Linked DNA regions of Mus musculus: region 2 is linked to region 1. A link is a contact called in public Hi-C data. All regions are on one chromosome and are shown on one strand. The core of a region is the stretch at or near the end of the contact, and the rest is flanking DNA. Distances in the headings are between cores, read along the strand shown.

Region 1 (3,772 bases), core at 905-3,404:
GGAGGAGGCTGCAGAGCCCATTTTGGCCATTATCATCCTCAGCTCTGCTCGGAGCATGAGGCCTCTTTGGCTCTGGGGGAAGGGTATCGTTCCTCCCATGAGAATCTCGCCCCTCCAGTTATTCTTGGTGTGGGATCATTTTGTCTTCTCTGTGTGTTTTTCCAGTAGTGATTAATTCATTTCAATTTGGATTTGAAAAATACCTGCCAGTTGGGACCGTTTGTTTGTTCGAGATAGGGTCTCATTCTGTATCCCAGGCTAGCCTGGAAACTTATCAAGCAATTTCCTGCCCCTGTCTCCAGAGTGCTGGACCAGGCCTGCATCCCTGTGCCTGGCTCATTAGGATGACTTACAGGATGAGCCACTTGCACCTCTGGGTCGTGGGGATTCTCTTCAGTTTTGGTTTGGCTCCTATTAGTGGGGTTTGACATCCTACCTTTCTTATCTCTGTGGCCTGTTAGGAGAGTGTTCAGAAGGTGCCTGGAGGTGGATTTTTTTTTTTTTTCTGTGATGACAGTGTTCCTTGGGGTCAACTGCCCAGGTCACTGTGGTACTTAAAACCCCTTGGGTTTTTGTTATTGCTTCCCTAACTTAGCTAAGGGCTAACTCCCTTAGCCAGGAACTCGTCTCCTGACAATACTGAGAAAAGCAGCCAGCCATGGGCCGTGTTCCTGTGTGGGCTCAGCTCTCCTGAGGTGGCTCTGATGCTCCCAATGTGTCCTGCTGCTCTGGCTCTTGAGGCCCCTTGAGGAGGGGGACGGAGGCTACAGAATGAAGGAGGCATTAAATTCCAGTGGTGGGCCAGTGAGGTAGCTCAGTGAGTAAAGATATTTGCCAGCAAGCCTGACAACCCGAGTTCAATCCCTGGAACCTACACAGTAGAAGGAGAGAACTGACTCCTGCAGGTTGTCCTCTGACTTCCACACATGTGCCATAGCACACATACATGTCTACACATCTAAAATGCACAGATGGATAAGACATAAAATCCTAGGAGCTCTTAGCTTCACTAGAAGTTTGGCTTAGGGGCATCACCTGGGACAGCAAGTGCATAGAGACATGTTCACCTTCCTGCTATGTTGACAGTCTCCTTGTGCTACATGAGCAGAGTTAGCCGCCATTCCTCGTGTGCAGTAAACAAAAATCCTCGGCTACCCCAGACTTTAGACACCGGCAACCGGGCTTCTCTGTTAACTACCCCCTTAGATACCTTCCCTAAAAATTTCCAGAATGCCAGCTTCCTCCACTCACGGTGGCTTCTCAGCCTGGCTAAAGGTGCACGAAGTGGGACTGTCTAGAATGGTGTCTGGTGTTTGGGTCGAGCTGCTTCCCTGGGGCAGTCAGGCTTTTGCAAGGTGTTTCCTAGACGTAGGTGCTGGTGACTAAATGAAATAAATAAATGAATAAAACAGAAATGAAAAGGAATATTAGTTCTCTAAGGAACTTTGGAAGAGCACGTTTATTGCAGATAAAGGGAAGAGTTAGAGGCAGGGGGCATCTGGGAGAGTCCAGAGTGGGCGTGACCAGACTGAACTATTCCCTGTGGGGAAAGGGGGAAGGGAATAGTTGCTACTAGGTGTAGCAACCAGGAGGCCCAAAGGTACAAAGGGACTGAGGGGTTGTAGGAAGAACCTGGAGGCCAGTGTCTACTTTGATGTGTTAAATAGGCACCACAGCCATTTGCCCTGGGTTTGAGACCTAACTGGGACCTCGTGGAATATGGAAGACAGAGAAGGCTACCTGGGGTCAGGACTCCTGAGTGACAGGCTCTAAATTCTTCAGAAGCCAATAGGGAGTCCCAGAGGCCAAAGCACCCTGTTAGAACCCTGGGCCAGGGAGACTTTCTTCACAGATCCTCTGTGTGAGGCTGGTCAAATGGAGGAGAGGGAGGTGGCGGGATGGGATGAGGTGGCTCACAGAACATCCCCGAGCACGGTATGTCTAAATTTGGATTTCCCCCAAAGCGAAGCAACAGATCTTAATTTTTCTCATCTCGTCACTGTCTCTCCACCCAGACGTTTCCTCGGCTCGATTAAAAATGCATCCAGAAGCATTAGTCATTTCCAGAAACTTCCCCCATCTCCTCCGCGGGTGCAGCGACTCTCTGGGTTTCTATGTTGCTTTTTCTGTGCTGATGTGCTTGCACAGAGTTAACAGTCTGAGAAGCCTGGAGCTGAAGTTTTGCATTCCTTTCTCTGTTGCTCATAAACCAGGCTTCCACTCTGCATACTGTGAGGCCTGCCCAGCCATTACTTTCCTGGCTGCTTACGGGCCTTTGAGCTGATTCTTCCAGGCCTTGGCCTCCTGGGGAGGGTCCAGTGCTCCCAGCTCCCACCTGGGGAGCATCCGATGCTCACAGCACTAGTATGACATTTCATCTAAGCCTTACCCATTTGTCAGTATTCCAGCATCCTTTCGAGTCCTGGCGAGGAACAGTTTCCATGCTGCTCTGATCATATTTTTCTCTTTGGAATGTCATCTGCTCTTGTATTTCTCCCCACACTGGGACAGGGCAAAGGGTACCGAGAGGATGAGAACACACTGTTTGTGCTTTTCTGGGTGCTGCCTACGTGCTGTCTGCACTTGAGGCCCATGGAATGTATGGTTCAGGTGCCAGTGTCTGGAGAACACGTATTAAGCGGGGTTATTAAATACACACTTACTGAATGCACACCGATCCTCCCAAGAATTCTCCTGTGTAATCACAATAAATACATTTTTAATGACAGGTCTGGTATTTACATTCTGAAAATGGCTCTGGGAAATCGAAGCTGAATGCATTTTTAATTGTTCTGTGTTTAATGGGCCTCACGTCAGCAGCCTCTCCCTCACGGGCTTCCTTGACCCATCACCAGCACCTTCTCTCTGCATCCTCTGCCAGACTTGGATCTGTGAACAGTACCCTAGGTTGGGAGAGACATCCGCATCTTAGGACCTGCTGGCTGGCACCAGGGAATTGAAGTCTCCTATCTCATTTTTCTCTGGGCTCACAGGGCCTACCTAAGGCTTCCTCATTCAAGCTAGAGTCAGCACACTCTGTCCATCCTTAAAACTCTGGGCACAGTGGCTACTGTGCTACTGGGACAAATGACCACAACTGGGGAACTTAAAACAACAGCCAGGGACTCTCCAGGGTTCAAACCATGGCGTTACAGGGCAGTGTTTCCCCTGAAGACTGGGAAAGGAGGTCATCGTGTCCCTGCCAGCCCCTGGTGGCTGTGTCACTGAGACCTTGCTGCTGTGTGTTGATACGCATGTGACAATACTGCCCAGGTGCATGTGGACACAGTGTGCAGGTGTGCGTGCCTCCGTGCACACGTGCCTGTGGCAGCCAAAGGTCAATCCTCAGTGCCGTTCCTTTGGAGACAGTCGCTTTTGTTGCCGTCTTGTTTTTAAGGCAGAATCTCTCACTGGCCTGGAGCTGGCCCAGCGGGCTAAGCAGGCTGATCAGCAAACCCCAGGATACTCCTGACTCCACTTCCCCAGCTCTAGAAGTGTGTACCCCAGTGTCTGCATTGTTTCCGTGGGTTCCAGGCATTGAACTCGGGTTCTCCCGCTTGCACAGTGGACACTTTACCAGCTGAGTTATTGAGTCAGCCCCCCTGCCTCTGCCTCCACATGGCTGTCTCGCTGTGTATTCCTTCTAAAGACAGTGGCTGCTGGATTTAGGGTCTGAGCAGACAATTTGGGACATCTCATCTCGAGAATCTTAACTGAGCCACCTCTGTAAAGACCCCTGGTAATTTATGGGGTTCAGGACGTGAATATCTCT
Region 2 (3,352 bases), core at 822-3,321, 95 kb before region 1:
CCCTGTCCAGCATGGGAACTGAGACTCAGTGTGAGCCCTGTAGGTCCGGACTCTTCTTCCTGGCTGCAGCGACACCTGCTGGTGGCCAGGCTGGTCCTAGTTCTATGGCTCCTGGGATGGCTCTCCCAGGTCCTGCCTCCTAGCTCCAGGAGAATATCTGCTTAGCTCCCCACCCAGGCATCTCTCAGGAGCCAGAGTCTCCTGTCCCTTGAGGGGACAGTGTTTTTTCTCTAATGGCCTGTCAGAGATGAACCTCATCTGGACAATGGTTTCTCTCTCTGATAGTGTATCAGAGATGAGCCTTGGTATGAATAATAGCTTTCTCTCTAATGGCATGTCAGTGATGAGTCTTATATTTGGCCTGCTCACTTGGGAAGAGTGGGCATCTGTGGACAACTCTGCCCCTCTTTTTCCAAAGGCCTTTGGGTTGGACCTGGTAGGTTTGGGGGAACCCTGGAACTTTGTAAGACTCCCAGTTTCCTTCCCAGTGCCTTTCCTCATCAAGGACACCCAGCTGAGTCCACTGGAGGACCAGGGAATAGCCACAAGCCTAGATTTTGGGCAGTGACCAAGTCTCTCTAAGCTTCAGTGTTCCCCTCAAATGGGAATCACAGTTGCTCAAACCCCTAAGACTCATGGGATAAGGATTACAAACACTGACCAACCAACCCCCCCAATCCCTGTCACCAAGGGAATGCACAGAGAACTTCCCAGGAGGCTGGGGACCCCCTGCAATGGGCAGGGGCTTCCTCCTTATTCTCTGTAACTTCATAGTCACTGACCATTGGGGAAAAGAAGGATCAGGGTGTCTATTTCCCATTGTCCCTCAGCTAAAGTCCACCTGCCTGGCCTGGCCACTGAGCCATAGAAACAGGCCTCGTAACCCTCCTTGTCTAGAAACCAGTATCATTGTTCCCCAGGGATCTTCCAAGTCCTTAAATTCTGAGACACCAATACTCATTGTCCTGTCCCAAGACTAGCTGAAATCATGCCTCTTTGGATGCCTGGGGACCATTTTACCTCCCTGAGATAATCATATCTTTCCCCAGGCTCCTGCTCTGTGGTAGGTGGTGATATTGGGGATTCTATGTGCAGTGTGCCACCTTCCCTTGAAGGGCACACTGGTCCCAGGAGGAATCATCAAATACCCCTTCACCACCAAGCCAAACTGGGAAGGAAACCATGCAACCTCTACCAGTCTGTCATCAGGACGCAGCCGTGCCCCTAGTCTGAATGCTACTTTGTGTTCCTTCTGTCACACTCTGCCCTTCCCCCCACTTCAGAAGTCCAGCTCAGTCCTTCCTCTGGCCATGACCCACAGGGAAGGTCAGAAAGTCTGTGGGGGCCAAGCAGTTAAGCTATTTGACGCTGGCATCTCCCTTCTAAATTCCCAGAATTCTGGAATTCTGGGTCCTGTGACCTAAGCTGGCTTCCAGGACCCAAATACATCTCTTTAGGTTGTGTGACCTGAGTGTGCCCAGTGTCATCACAGGGGAGGACACAAGAGGGATGGGTCTTGCTTGTGCAGGCTGGCATCCACCTGTAAGCATGCAAGGCCCTGGACCTCAGGATGGGGCTGTGGTGCTGATGGCTACAAGAGAGCCCCCACTGTGTTCAGCCAGGAAAGATGAATGAGGAGGGCGGGGCCAGTAGCAAGAGAGTGGGAGGGTTGGCCTGGTCTCTCCTGGGATCTTACTCCAGACTCTGAGATGATTTCAGAGGTTGGCATGATTTGAAATTGAGAGCCAGGGCAGATGTTTCTGGAAGATGCTGGGAGCTTTTTGTTACCGTCTGCCAGATTAGCAGTTCAGATTTGGGCTAGGCCTAAAAGCCAGGACACATGTGCAGGGTTGAAGCCAGGTGCCACAAGGCCGGCCGAGAGTGGAGGACAAGGATGTGGGGAGAACATTGGCTGCTCTGATTCTAGTCTCAAGCTGGCCCCATCCTAGGGAAGAAGGCCTTGAATCTACTAAATGTCACGACCTGGCTCAGGCTGCATTAGCCTGAGCCCAGCTAGAAACCGCTGTGTGTGGTCCTGGGCATGGGAAGCCCGGAGTGGCGGGAAGTGGGGGAGAGTGTGTAGGAATTCACAAAGCCGTGGGTGGAGTCAGGCCTTCACAGTTGTTCTTGCTGGCTCTTGTCCTCAGTGGTGGCCACCTTGTTAGAGTGCAGATGGGAACGAGCAGCTACTAGAGTTCTGAGGAGTGTCTCCAAGTGGTCTCTGCAGGTCCTCGGAGAGAGCTGTGTTGCCCATCAGGTGAGCAGTGGTCGAGTGCTGGACCCCTGTCTGCTCCTGCTTGCCTTAATTTCTCCAACAGAGTTCACCTCCAGAGCTTCCTGTCTCAGAGACAGCAGCATGAACTGACCCAAGAGACCTTCTGCCTGGGACCTTATTTCTTTTCCTTCTAAAGCCGAGGACAGAGGCCAGCTCTATCTCGGTGCCCAGGCTAAGAGCAGAGCGTCTTGAGATCTGGGATCTGCCTGTGCTGGCTTCTGCTGTTTTTCCTTCTCAGAGCTGTATGTGGAAGCTGCTCAGGTCTTGGGTCTGAACATTGCATTCACCCTGGTGCTGTCTCTATCCCAATACAGCGGCACTCTGGGGTCTGCCAGGCAGTTTGTGCCCTCACTACACACCTCAGTCTGGGGGTTCAGATGGACCTGGAAGTTACCTACCTATAGGCATTTATGCTCCCCATACTCCAGGCCTGGCACCTCCACCTTCATCCAGTCTGGCATGTAGGTGTCCCTTCCAGAACCCATGGAACCCAGCCTAGGCAGAATCCTCTCCTTTTTTTACCCTGATAGAAGTGCCCACGCGTGCATGTGTATGTGCGCGCGTGCACGTGTTTGGGCGTGGGGTGGGGGTAGGTGCCTACTCCAGGCCCTCTACACTTGGAGAGGGACCTGGTGAGACAGGTTTTTCTTGTTGGGGGGCTGGTAAGTCAGAGGGGATGGGCTGCCCCCCACTGGCCAAGGAACGACTAGGAGGCAAAGTAGAAGATTGCCATCAGTGGGCACCTAGTGAGTCCTGGGACCCCTAAGGGCAGTGTTACTACAGGGGGAGGGGGACTAGGAAGGCATTGTCTGAGGGAGAGATAGGTGGTAGCAGGCTTTCATCAGAACCCGGGGCTAGGAAGCTGGGGTGCTCTGAGACCGTTACCTCTATGTATGGGAGATCTTTGTTCCAGAGTCTCAGCGCTTTCCCAAAGCCCAGAGAACTGGCAGTGGCCCTGCCCTGGAAGAGCTCTGAGGACCATCAGCTCCACCAAAGCTCCATCCTAACACAGTGTACACACTGACTCACAGGACAGGGATTGACATTGATATACTACGTCCGCTTTGCAGATGAAGC

What was found. Hi-C and Micro-C count contacts between places; a contact is called where the count stands out from the background.
Region 2: a contact with region 1 is called in a Hi-C map of uterus, with 4 times the contacts expected there. The contact joins two enhancer-like sites. A contact is called at or near these places in 6 of 484 Hi-C or Micro-C datasets (cortical neurons, embryonic fibroblasts, trophoblast stem cells and 1 more), 1 of 115 datasets of contacts at active chromatin or transcription factors (neural progenitor cells) and 1 of 9 other capture datasets (embryonic stem cells).

Annotation. Positions count from the first base shown.
Region 1 is chr5:36,224,838-36,228,609 of GRCm38.p6, reverse strand. The region is part of intron 2 of Sorcs2 (sortilin-related VPS10 domain containing receptor 2); the gene reads left to right. Among named protein-coding and RNA genes, the nearest start is that of Psapl1, 23 kb to the right of the region's middle. Within about 2 kb of position 2,154, at least 72 of the 459 cell types and tissues checked have an H3K27ac peak or open chromatin away from gene starts, as enhancers often do. A contact at or near this core is called in uterus, where this site is marked.
Region 2 is chr5:36,320,435-36,323,786 of GRCm38.p6, reverse strand. All of the region lies in intron 1 of Sorcs2 (sortilin-related VPS10 domain containing receptor 2), which reads left to right. Among named protein-coding and RNA genes, the nearest start is that of Mir7689, 21 kb to the right of the region's middle. Within about 2 kb of position 2,071, at least 25 of the 459 cell types and tissues checked have an H3K27ac peak or open chromatin away from gene starts, as enhancers often do. A contact at or near this core is called in uterus, where this site is marked.